Regions from separate parts of the Ctenopharyngodon idella genome. Here region 1 is linked to region 2. A link is a contact called in public Hi-C data. All regions are on one chromosome and are shown on one strand. Each heading gives the region's core, a stretch centred on a gene start, on an enhancer-like site or on the middle of the called end of the contact. The rest is flanking DNA. Distances are from core to core; before and after follow the strand shown. Region 1 holds the start of sord (sorbitol dehydrogenase). Region 2 holds the start of mtmr10 (myotubularin related protein 10).

What was found. Hi-C and Micro-C count contacts between places; a contact is called where the count stands out from the background.
Region 1: a Hi-C map of muscle shows a contact between it and region 2, with 6 times the contacts expected there. The contact joins the promoter of sord here to the promoter of mtmr10 in region 2. A contact is called at or near these places in 2 of 2 Hi-C or Micro-C datasets (both in muscle).

The regions. Positions count from the first base shown.
Region 1 is chr7:6,778,573-6,783,630 of HZGC01, forward strand. sord (sorbitol dehydrogenase) reads right to left here and starts at 3,015. Exons shown (of 9, transcript XM_051898753.1): 1 at 2,825-3,015; 2 at 2,709-2,742; 3 at 2,457-2,621; 4 at 2,227-2,386; 5 at 2,021-2,139; 6 at 1,708-1,773; 7 at 1,441-1,619; 8 at 1,168-1,289; 9 at 585-1,073. The coding sequence starts at 2,878. The coding sequence ends at 908. It overlaps LOC127515282 (a long non-coding RNA gene), which reads left to right and starts at 3,183. Exons shown (of 4, transcript XR_007930805.1): 1 at 3,183-3,510; 2 at 3,667-4,087; 3 at 4,380-4,519; 4 at 4,636-4,780. terb2 (telomere repeat binding bouquet formation protein 2) reads right to left here. Exons shown (of 8, transcript XM_051898754.1): 7 at 5,024-5,058; 8 at 4,563-4,927. The coding sequence ends at 4,800.
Region 2 is chr7:6,643,352-6,648,477 of HZGC01, forward strand. It overlaps mtmr10 (myotubularin related protein 10), which reads left to right and starts at 1,897. Exons shown (of 16, transcript XM_051899111.1): 1 at 1,897-2,436; 2 at 3,334-3,394. The coding sequence starts at 2,377. It overlaps myo1ea (myosin IEa), which reads right to left and starts at 473. Exons shown (of 29, transcript XM_051899895.1): 1 at 207-473. The coding sequence starts at 209.

The DNA.
Region 1 (5,058 bases), core at 1,765-4,264, 140 kb after region 2:
TATCATAGATACATATAATCAAACTTTTTTTTTTTTTCATCTTTTTATCAGCTCAAAATCTTCAAAACTAAAATTCATGAAATTTCATACCAATCTGAGATCTCCTTTAGAGTGCACAAGCAAAGAGAGGTTGTCTTTATCCACTTTATTCACATATACATGTACAGAACTGTTAAGTTCTGTTAGTTTACAGAATTATTCAAGTGACGCAGAGCCAAATGACATCCAGCTCCCTCTCTCTGGACGTCATGGGTTGAGTTTGACCTAGTCCAGCTCCACCTCTGCGGATCTTATGGGTGGAGGGATGGAGTTATGGGTAGGGTTAGGTTGTGTTTGGACCTTCTAGCTCCACCCATTATGCTGAAATTACATCCAGAGAGGAGGAGCTGGAATAAGGAGTCTCTCGAATTATTTGGCTCTTTAATGGCTTATGCGTGCTTTCACTCACACACACACTAACGTCACTAATGGCCATCCAAAATCGTCTTGTTTTCTCAGTAGGTCATTCAAGTTGATTAAAACTGTGCGCTGTGCTGTCGTGGCTATGAGAACTGTACTTAAAATAACTACACAGACAACTGAAGTTTGGTAAAGATTCATTTTTTTGTTAACAAGATCAAGGTAAATAAGTTGTAAAAATGACCTGCTATTATTCTAGCATGCCATTAAAAACTGCACTCTGACAATGTTACATAAAATTAAATTTTAACACTTTTCATGATTCATAAATTACAAAAAATATTTATAATTTAATTATTACATCCACTGTAAAGAGAATCACTAAATTCCTATGACTGCTGTACCTGAGAAAAGATAGTGAGGTTACTCTCAAAATCAGCTGGATTAAACAAATGTATTCAAGTGACTGTAGCAAGGCAATAATCAGATGTGGGCCTGGTAGTTGATCTCATGGGTTCTGGTCATTCTTGTCACATTTTAACATGACTTTAACCCCCAGACCCTGACGGGTGGTCTCAAAGGCCTGTACAGCCTGCTCCAGCGGGAAACGGTGGGTGACCAGGGGCTTGACGTTTATCTTCTTAGATGCCAACATAGCAATGGCCATCGGCCAGCTGGAAAAAACAATGAGGTATCATAAGTAAAAGTGCAAAAAAGAGAAAAAGAAACAGTCATAAGTAAATCTCTAGCCCTTGTGGTCCCACTTACGTATTACAATAGCGGAATACACCTCTGATGTCAACTTCTCTGACTGCTGCATTCAGAAGAGGTACGGTGGTCATCTCAGTACCAAGCCCAACCAACACAACCACTCCTCCTGAACGAGTAGCCTAGACAAAAACAATATAATCAGCACAAAAAGTAGGTCCAAGTATGATCAATGATTTTAGCATGTCTAAACACTCAAACAATTATGACGGCAAAATGGAGTTTTCCAATAATGTGAAAGCAGTATGACTTTATTTTTGTCATCAAACTTGCATAGATGGCTGTTTGAATGCTGCTCTGCACTCCAGTGCATTCAATGCTGATTTGAGGCATGCAACCCAGCATTCCCTCCACTTTTTTGGCTATGTCCTGTGGTTCATCCTCTTTCTTCACATGAAGCAGGAAGTCTGCTCCGATCTCTTTAGCCTTGGCAAGCCGATCAGAGGACAAGTCTACAAATACAGATTCAAAATATATTTTTTCTATGTGCAATTTATACATATATAATTACTTTTTATACATACTGATCATATACATTACCACTTATTATTACTTGTGAAGCACCCATGGCTTTGGCCGCCAACAAAGAAACTAGTCCGATTGGTCCTTTGTTGAAGAAAACAAACATATATTTATATACAGTCTTTGTTTGCTATAACCAGTCACATATTTCAAAAGTCATGTTATAAAGATGACATTTCTAAAAATGTTGCAGTGATATTAGATATATATTTTACAGTGCTGACACATTAGAAAAATTGGCAGAGGCCAAGATGTCAGAGGTCAATACACTGATTGGCTAGTTAATATGTAACAGTTGCATAAATATGTGCAATCATTAGAGATGGCTGACCTGCACCGCAGACAAACACTGAGCTTCCGAGAGTGACTCCTGCCCTCCTGCAGGCATGAATGCCCACTGACAGAGGCTCAATCAGGGCTCCCTCCTCATAAGTCACATTATCGGGAAGTCTGCACGCACACAGCCATACATATGATTATTACGCACAGAATGAAAGAACTATGGACTTATAATTTGTCCAGTAATAGTGATCTGACTTGTAGCAGAAGTTAGCACTGTGTTTGTAGTATCTGCACAGGTTTCCATCATCTGGAGGAGTGGCACAGAAGAATATGCTGGGAGAAAGGTTGTAGTGTCCAGATTTAAAGAACTCGTCTACTTCACGAGGAACTCCAGGCTCAACGGCAACTCTGTCTCCTGGGTACAAAAATGAAAGACACAATTAATCCAAGTATAACTGTTAAATTATAACAAATCCAGAACTAACCTGGTTTGAGGTGTGTCACAGCAGATCCCACTTTCACCACACGACCAGAGGCTTCATGTCCCAGTATCATGGGCTGTTTCAACACATAGTCCCCTATGCGGCCGTTCTGCCAATAGTGCACGTCTGATCCACAAATGCCCACAGAGTGCATCTGAAGTAGAACATCTGTAGAAAAGTGGATAAATATGAATACTAAAATGTTAATCATCATTGCAAAGCATTTGGAAATATTGCTTAGTCACACATCTATACCATTTGGTCCTGGCTCCGGGATCGGACGCTGTTCCTGTTAAAGATACAGAAAAGTCTGCAATTACCAATTGCAAATGCAATCAGAGGTCTGCACCAAAATGCATGAAATGTCCTACCAGTCTGAGATCTCCTTTAGAGTGCAGGACCACGGAGAGGTTGTCTTTATCCATTTTATTCTCTTATACACGTATAGAACAACTGATAAACTCCAGACAAATCGTGTACTCAAAGTTCATATACTTATTTGGCTCATGTACTGATCAAGCGCGCTCTCACTCACACACGCGCTGACGCCCCTTGTTTACGGCCATCCCACATCTTCCTGTTTTCTCAGCAGGTCATTCAAGAACATCAAAACTGCGCGCTGCGCAGTCTGCACGAAAACATGTAGAGGAAAGACTAGTTTCTGCATTTTAATATTGTTCTTAAAAAGTAAATAAATACAAAATAACTATAAAATATGGACAGATATTCTTCCCCACTTGCGCTTATGAACTCTGTGGGCATCTTGAACCTCACCATTTATTTAGTCTTATTCAGCCCCAGTTCCAGAAATGCCGGAAGTTGTCTGTTACTATGGTGATGCGCCTAAACTCTCTATTCAACAGCGCCTGTATGTGTTTTTGTTAAATGAAATAAAATGAACGGAGATGATATGGTTCTGGAATGTCTCAATAAACAACAGGAGAGTCTGAACATGAGTCACCGGGGTCTAGTTGTTTTGCCACCTGGCATTTCGAGACTCGTTACCTTGAAAAAACTGTTTCTGAACAACAATCAGCTCATTTTACCACCTGACGAGGTAAGCCATATCTCCAAACCTATGTACGGTGTTTTTCAGACTAGCTAGCTACTCACAAAGTGAATTAATTCGTAGCACATATCATATAATAATGCGTTATTGTATAAGTTATCATTTAATGTAAGCAGAAATCACGTGTTTGCATCCCCCTGTTAGATTCTGCACCTGGAAAAGCTTGAAGAACTGATACTGGATGGAAACCAGCTGACCGTTCTTCCTAGCAACATTGGATCACTGAAACACCTGACTTACCTGGGTGTAAACCACAACCCATTATCTGTGCTCCCAGAAGCAATAGGTGACCTGAGAGAACTGAGGGAGCTCTGGGCTGTTGGATGTGGTCTCATCTCCATACCATTATCTATTGGTAATCTCAGCAAGTTACAGAAACTTGGGCTCCATAATAATAAGATTACACACCTACCTTCAAAATTTGGAGCCCTCAGCAGTTTGCAGTGGTTAAACTTAGCTGATAATAAACTTCAAGACCTCCCGGAAGAGGTTAATCACTTACAGTCTCTGGTCTTCATGAATCTGGACAAGAACTGTTTCACACACATCCCTACTGCACTAACAGGTTAGAAACTTCCCACTTAATGAAATGACTACTTATGACATCTACTTTTTTCTCCACAAGTGGCTCTTTAATGTATTCTTACACAGTAAAAAACACATGGCAATACGGATACAATTCAATACAAGAAGCCGCTGCACCTTTGATCTGTTGCTTTGCTCTTATTAGATATAGGCCTACATTTAGAGGACTAATAGTTGATCTTTCACTCTCTTTATTATTGCTAATGGTTATTAGATGTAAATTCCTGTTTGTTCCCTTTAGTGCTCATGTGTAATTTTATATGTGTTTCCAGACATGGCAAATCTGCAGATCCTGTCTGTTAAATTTAACAGCATCAGATCACTGGAGGATTACTTAATCCCTGCTTTCAGCAGACTTATAAAACTTGACCTCAGAGAAAATCCTTTAATGGATAGACCACCTCACTGGAAGGTAATTAACCATCAACAGAAAATAAACACAGACACAGTTTGTTTCAAGTATGTACTTTTAATATTACTATTGCTATTCTCTGTAACCCATATCAAATCACCTCTGTTCACATACAGGGATTGGATTTCATATTGCTGGGAAAAGTGTGATTTACTGAAGAAGCAGATTCATATGAGATATGCAGAAACTGAAAATGAACACCCAGTTGCATTAAATACTTTTGTCAGTGAAACATATGAAACAACGAGAAGTGGATTTATACGAGGCACAATATACAGTATTACATTTCTTTGTGACAATAAGGAGGTGTCACATTATTAGATCTTGAAACATTATGGCCATGGAGGGAGGGAAGAAAATCATAAAGTTCTCCTGAATACCTCTTCATTTGATCGATATGAGCATATCCTGCAAAAGAGACATAACAATAAACAGTTTCGAAATGTGAGAATATGTGCATTATGGGTGAAAGTAGGGTGTCAGTTTTATCTGTTAATTAAGTACCTGAGATCATGTTGTTAACAGGATATTGCCGCATC
Region 2 (5,126 bases), core at 647-3,146:
TATGATGCCAATTAGGCTACATTATAAGTAGGCTACATTATAAGATTCAGTTCATGGTCACATCCATAGGTATGAGACTACAGAAAGAAGTTGAAAACAATAACACCACGCAGCGATAAGGGTGCTGGAAAACAGTTTACAAAACAGGAGCAGTTATCCCTTGTGTTTTTCTACGCGACTGTGATGAGAAATACATTTTCACTCACCATTTTTATTCGTATATTACAGCGCAGCCGATCTTCTGTTATAATCCGTTTTGTAACTGTTTATTAAAATAAAATAAACCTCTTGAAATTCTCGGTGTGATGTCACAGTCTCTTTTGGCCTCTCGTGCTGTTTAATGCCTCCTCAGGACCAGTGTTGTCGCTCCATAATAGTGTACACCGCACCGGTAAACTCGAGCGCACTGACTGTTCTGCAGTGAGCGTCTGCTCTACAAAGTTGAACTTTGTGGCTGCTGTTTGACGGAATCAAAGTGGCAAACAACCCATAAATGGAGAATTTCGTGCGTTGCCTTTGGCCAATAGGAGCGCCGCTCAGCGCGTCATTCCAAAGGGAATCCCACCAGATGATTTCGGGTGTATTAAAGCGTGTGATATATGCGCAGTGTGGCTGCGTAAAATAAATTACCGGTACTACATTACTGCAATGAACCATTAGGTAGAATACAATACAGAAATATTATGGAAGCAAATTTTATTGTTGTATGTATGTATAAAATGATGTATATGTTATCTCTATTTATGTATTTACATTTATGTATTTATGTTGATGTCACATTCTATTAAGAAAAAAAGCTTACAATAAGATGCTTTACTAGTTTAAACCCAATTTCATTTTTATATATTGGAAAAATTTGATATTTATATAAATATATTATTAATATTATTAATATTATATTTCTATAAAATTACATTCTATATCAATTCATCATATGCTATGAAATGTTCGTATTAAAATTTGACAAAAATCTTTCCCCAGCCATAACCTTGCGATCTCATATTCACATTTGAACAGCTTGTATTTCAAGGTGAACCTTTTTTGAAGAACCTTTGACAACATTTTGAGAGAAACTTGACAGATCATACACATGAACGGCAGTCAAATCCGGGCTAACAAATAAAAAGGCTTAACAAAATAATTCACTCTAATTTGTATAATATATTAAAAATAGAAAACAGAGACTTTAAATTGTAATAATATTTCACAATATTACGTTTCACATTTATGATCATATAAATGCAGCGTCACGAGCATGAGATTTCAAAAAAAAAAAAAAAAAAATCTTACCGACCATTACAGGCCATTTACAATTAAAATTTTACCTTTACAAGCCAATTACAACTGGATTATAACATTTTAAATAATTCTATTTGAGTAAGTGTATTCTGAGTAAAGCAGTAATGTATTACCCGTAACTCTATCCTTAAACCCTTTAGATCCACGGGAGGTGGAGCTGGACTAGGTCAAGCTCAAACCGAAGTCCAGAGGGGGAGCTGGACCATTATTTGGCTCTGCAGCGAGCGCCACTTGGAGAAACTCTGTGCGTGCGTGCAGGATTCCGATCATTCCAGCAGGTGGCGTTAAGAGTCCAATAATACACTCGAACTGAAATATCCATAATATGAAAACTATCTATTAATATGCATGCTTTTTTCGACATCGCAACGCACTTACGACTCATTTAAATAGTGGGCTTTTGAAATAATTATAAAGTGTGTTCTCTGCATTCGAATATACATTTCTAGCAGGCTAAATTCCAGCTCAAGGTTCACATTTTGACTCAAAAATAAATGTGTTGAAGTACTTAATAATTTTCTAATTTTAATGGACAAAATGAATATTCGTGTTTAAAAACAGAACGCTCCAATGGTCCACAGGGCTCGCCATAGGCATAGCTCACTCCTGTTTTTTTGTGGTCCAGAGCTGAAGCACGCTGCACCTCCCCATTTCGCCTTTAATAAACATGGCTGAACTGAAGACAAACGTTGAATTAGAGGACTGAGCCCGTCTGCAGCAGCACCACAGGACTCACACACACTCAAACTGTTGAATCAAGCAAGAAGACTGAACATGACGTGAATGTTTAGAGTGGGGAAACTAGCAGCAAAAGTTTGAGTTTGACAGCCGCTAACGAAGAGACTTAAGCGGGACAGACCAGATCCAGCTGAGATACTACTGCATGCATACATACCAGAGACTAAAAACTACTTTTGAATTTATGGAAATTATGCATTTAAATGCATCGTCTACTGAAGAAACCCTGGCTTTGAAGGTCTGAAGTAACCAAAAACAATTTGGCTTACATTTTTAACAGTTTTAAGACGCTTTTATATGGATTTACAGTTCGCATTTTTGTCAAATCGTCCCGTTTAAATGATGTTCTCCGGTAAACAAACGAAGCCTACTTTTAAGTCTTATCTTCCTCCACTTCAGGTGAGTGAGACACTAGCATGCTAACGACTAGCAGCTAAAGACAAGAGTAATCAGTCTCATTTATTGAACTATTATGTTAAGAAAACTGTGTCACCCCATGTGTTTGACATCTGGACGACTGGTAACCTCATACTGTAGTGCAGTCTTCTTCACTTGGTTTGATAGTGGTATATTCTGTAACTTAGGTGTCAGCTGTTCACAGTGGTTACTTTGTTGTTCAGTTAATATCTAAAAAGGACCACGGCACTACCATGTTTTCAGACATGTAGGGAAAGATGCCTCCTTTAAGAACAATGTGGATTTACTTTTAAATTGTATCATATTTAAATATTAATTACATTAAATTAAATAGCGTGTGCTATGGGCGATGCATCTGTCAATGTGTTTGTAAGGAAACCAAACGAGTAGCGATTAGCAAAGTGTCTGAAATGTACATCTATGTCATGAAATTATTGGATAATAACCCCATGAATTACATATATGATTAGTTACAATATAATAATAACAATAGCATGTTACGGGGAGACATCTTACCACAAGGGTATAATTTTATCTTTTCAGTTAAAAAAAAAAAGAAAGTTTTTACTCCACAGATCTAAAAACATTAATCTGTCCACAAATTCCCCATTAACAAATAGACACAAAACCTTTTATATTCAACATAATGCAATGTCACAAATCACTCTTTTCCAGAGACACAAAATTAATCAGTTAATCAATTTGATTGACAAGATGTTACAAATGTTGATATTGAGATGAAATGACAACTCCTTAAAAGTGTTGATATTTCATCTATGGTCAAGAGAAAAATGTAAGAGTAAAGAAGACCTAGTCAACACTTTGTCTTGTATACTTGAAAATGGTTAGGTGATTTTAAGTGTTCTTAATGTTTCACAGACGGATTCAAATAAAAGTCCTCAACTGCCCATCAAGAAACTAGAAGCAAAACTTCTACCAGGTGAGTGATTTTAAAATCTATTTACTTTGGAAAACCGTAGGTGCATCAGTCCTCTTCACAAACAACTTCACAGGGTTGGGGAGGTGTGACTTGGTAGTTGAAGATTTGGTCTGGTAATTGAATGTAGTTTCAAACTCCTGTGTCCTATTTCACAAAGCTGGTTTCTGTGGCTACCCAGGTAAGTGTGAGTTTAGTTTGAGCAAACTCTGTTTTTTTGGGTTCAAGAAGTATTCTTCGCCGTGATTTCTGGCTAACCTTCTCTGGAGCAGGTTTTATTCAGGGTTAGAGATCTGGGTTTCTGGGTAAGAGATCGCAAACCAGAACTGGGGCCTATACCATGAAGACAGTTTAGGTGGATAGCCAGGTATGTTTCAGTTTAGTTTGTGGCAAGCCTGGGTTTCAGGCACTATGAAAGTGGCTCAACTTTAAGCGATGTTCATCATTATAGTAACTTATGATTCATGGCTAACCCGGGGCCTGTACCATGATGGTAGTTGAACAAACTCAGGGTTATAGGATTAGTTTCGAGTTGACAAAACCAAACCACTCCAATCCGGCTTTGTTGGTACCATGATGCTGATCATCAACTTTCTCTGTCAACTCAGGCTTTGGTCCTGAGTTTGTGGACCATGTGCACATGAATGCGTGACATCAGTGGCAAACAGCCAATCACATGCCTTGCAACAGAAAGAAACTGTGATTCACTTCTCGCGAGAGAGCCAGCGCGATTCAAATCTCTTTTGCTGAAGGTTAAGAGATTGAAGAAAATTAAGTATTTAAACTCATTTACACTAAAGAATATACTTGTCCATGAAAGAGAACAAATAAAAGAAATGATCTTGCTCTATCAGTGCAAGTGAAACTTGTGAAGTTAGTTAATATAGTTGATAATATATAGCGATAGAGACTCAAACATGTAAGGTCACATCATATTTAAAGTTTATTTACATCTTATTTATATTACATATGATCCATATATATTAATATTCATTAAAACTAAATGCTTAATAATAACTGTTAAGCTAAAATTGCTTGTGTAATGGATTAATAATAATATAGATCATATAATAATTTTAGAAATCTTATAAATCATAAAATAATTCTAAGTAATAATCATTAAAGCCAGACAATTTCATTGTTAGATTTTTTTTTTTTTGCTATATAGTGACCGTTAATTTGGAGGAAGAGAAACTGGAGGAGTGACTTTATTGCGTTGGATGTGTCAGTGTCAGTTTGCTCACATCTGATTGGACCAATTTCGGTTTGAGATCTCTTACCCAGAACAGAACCTGGCCCGGAGCAGGTTAGCTGTGGAGCGTAAGTTACTATGGTGATGAACACCGCTAAAAGCCAAATCACTTTCATGGTACCTAAAACCCAGGATTGGCGCAAACTAATCTGAAACTTACCTGGCTAGCCAGCTAATCCGGCTTCATGGTACAGGCCGCTGGTCCGGGGCAGGTTATGTTCGAAGTGAGAGATCTCAAACTGAAATGGGACCAATCAGCTGTGAGCAAAATGAGACATTTCTGACACAATAAAATCACTCCCCCAGTTTCTCTTGCTCCAAATTAAAGATCACTACACAGTACAATAAGTTTAAAGACAAAATCATAGCAATGATTATTTATTATGATTATTTTATATGGTTTATATATTATTATATAATTTTTTACCCTTAATCCATAACACAAGCAATTTTAGTTTAACAATTATTGTTAAGCATTTAGTT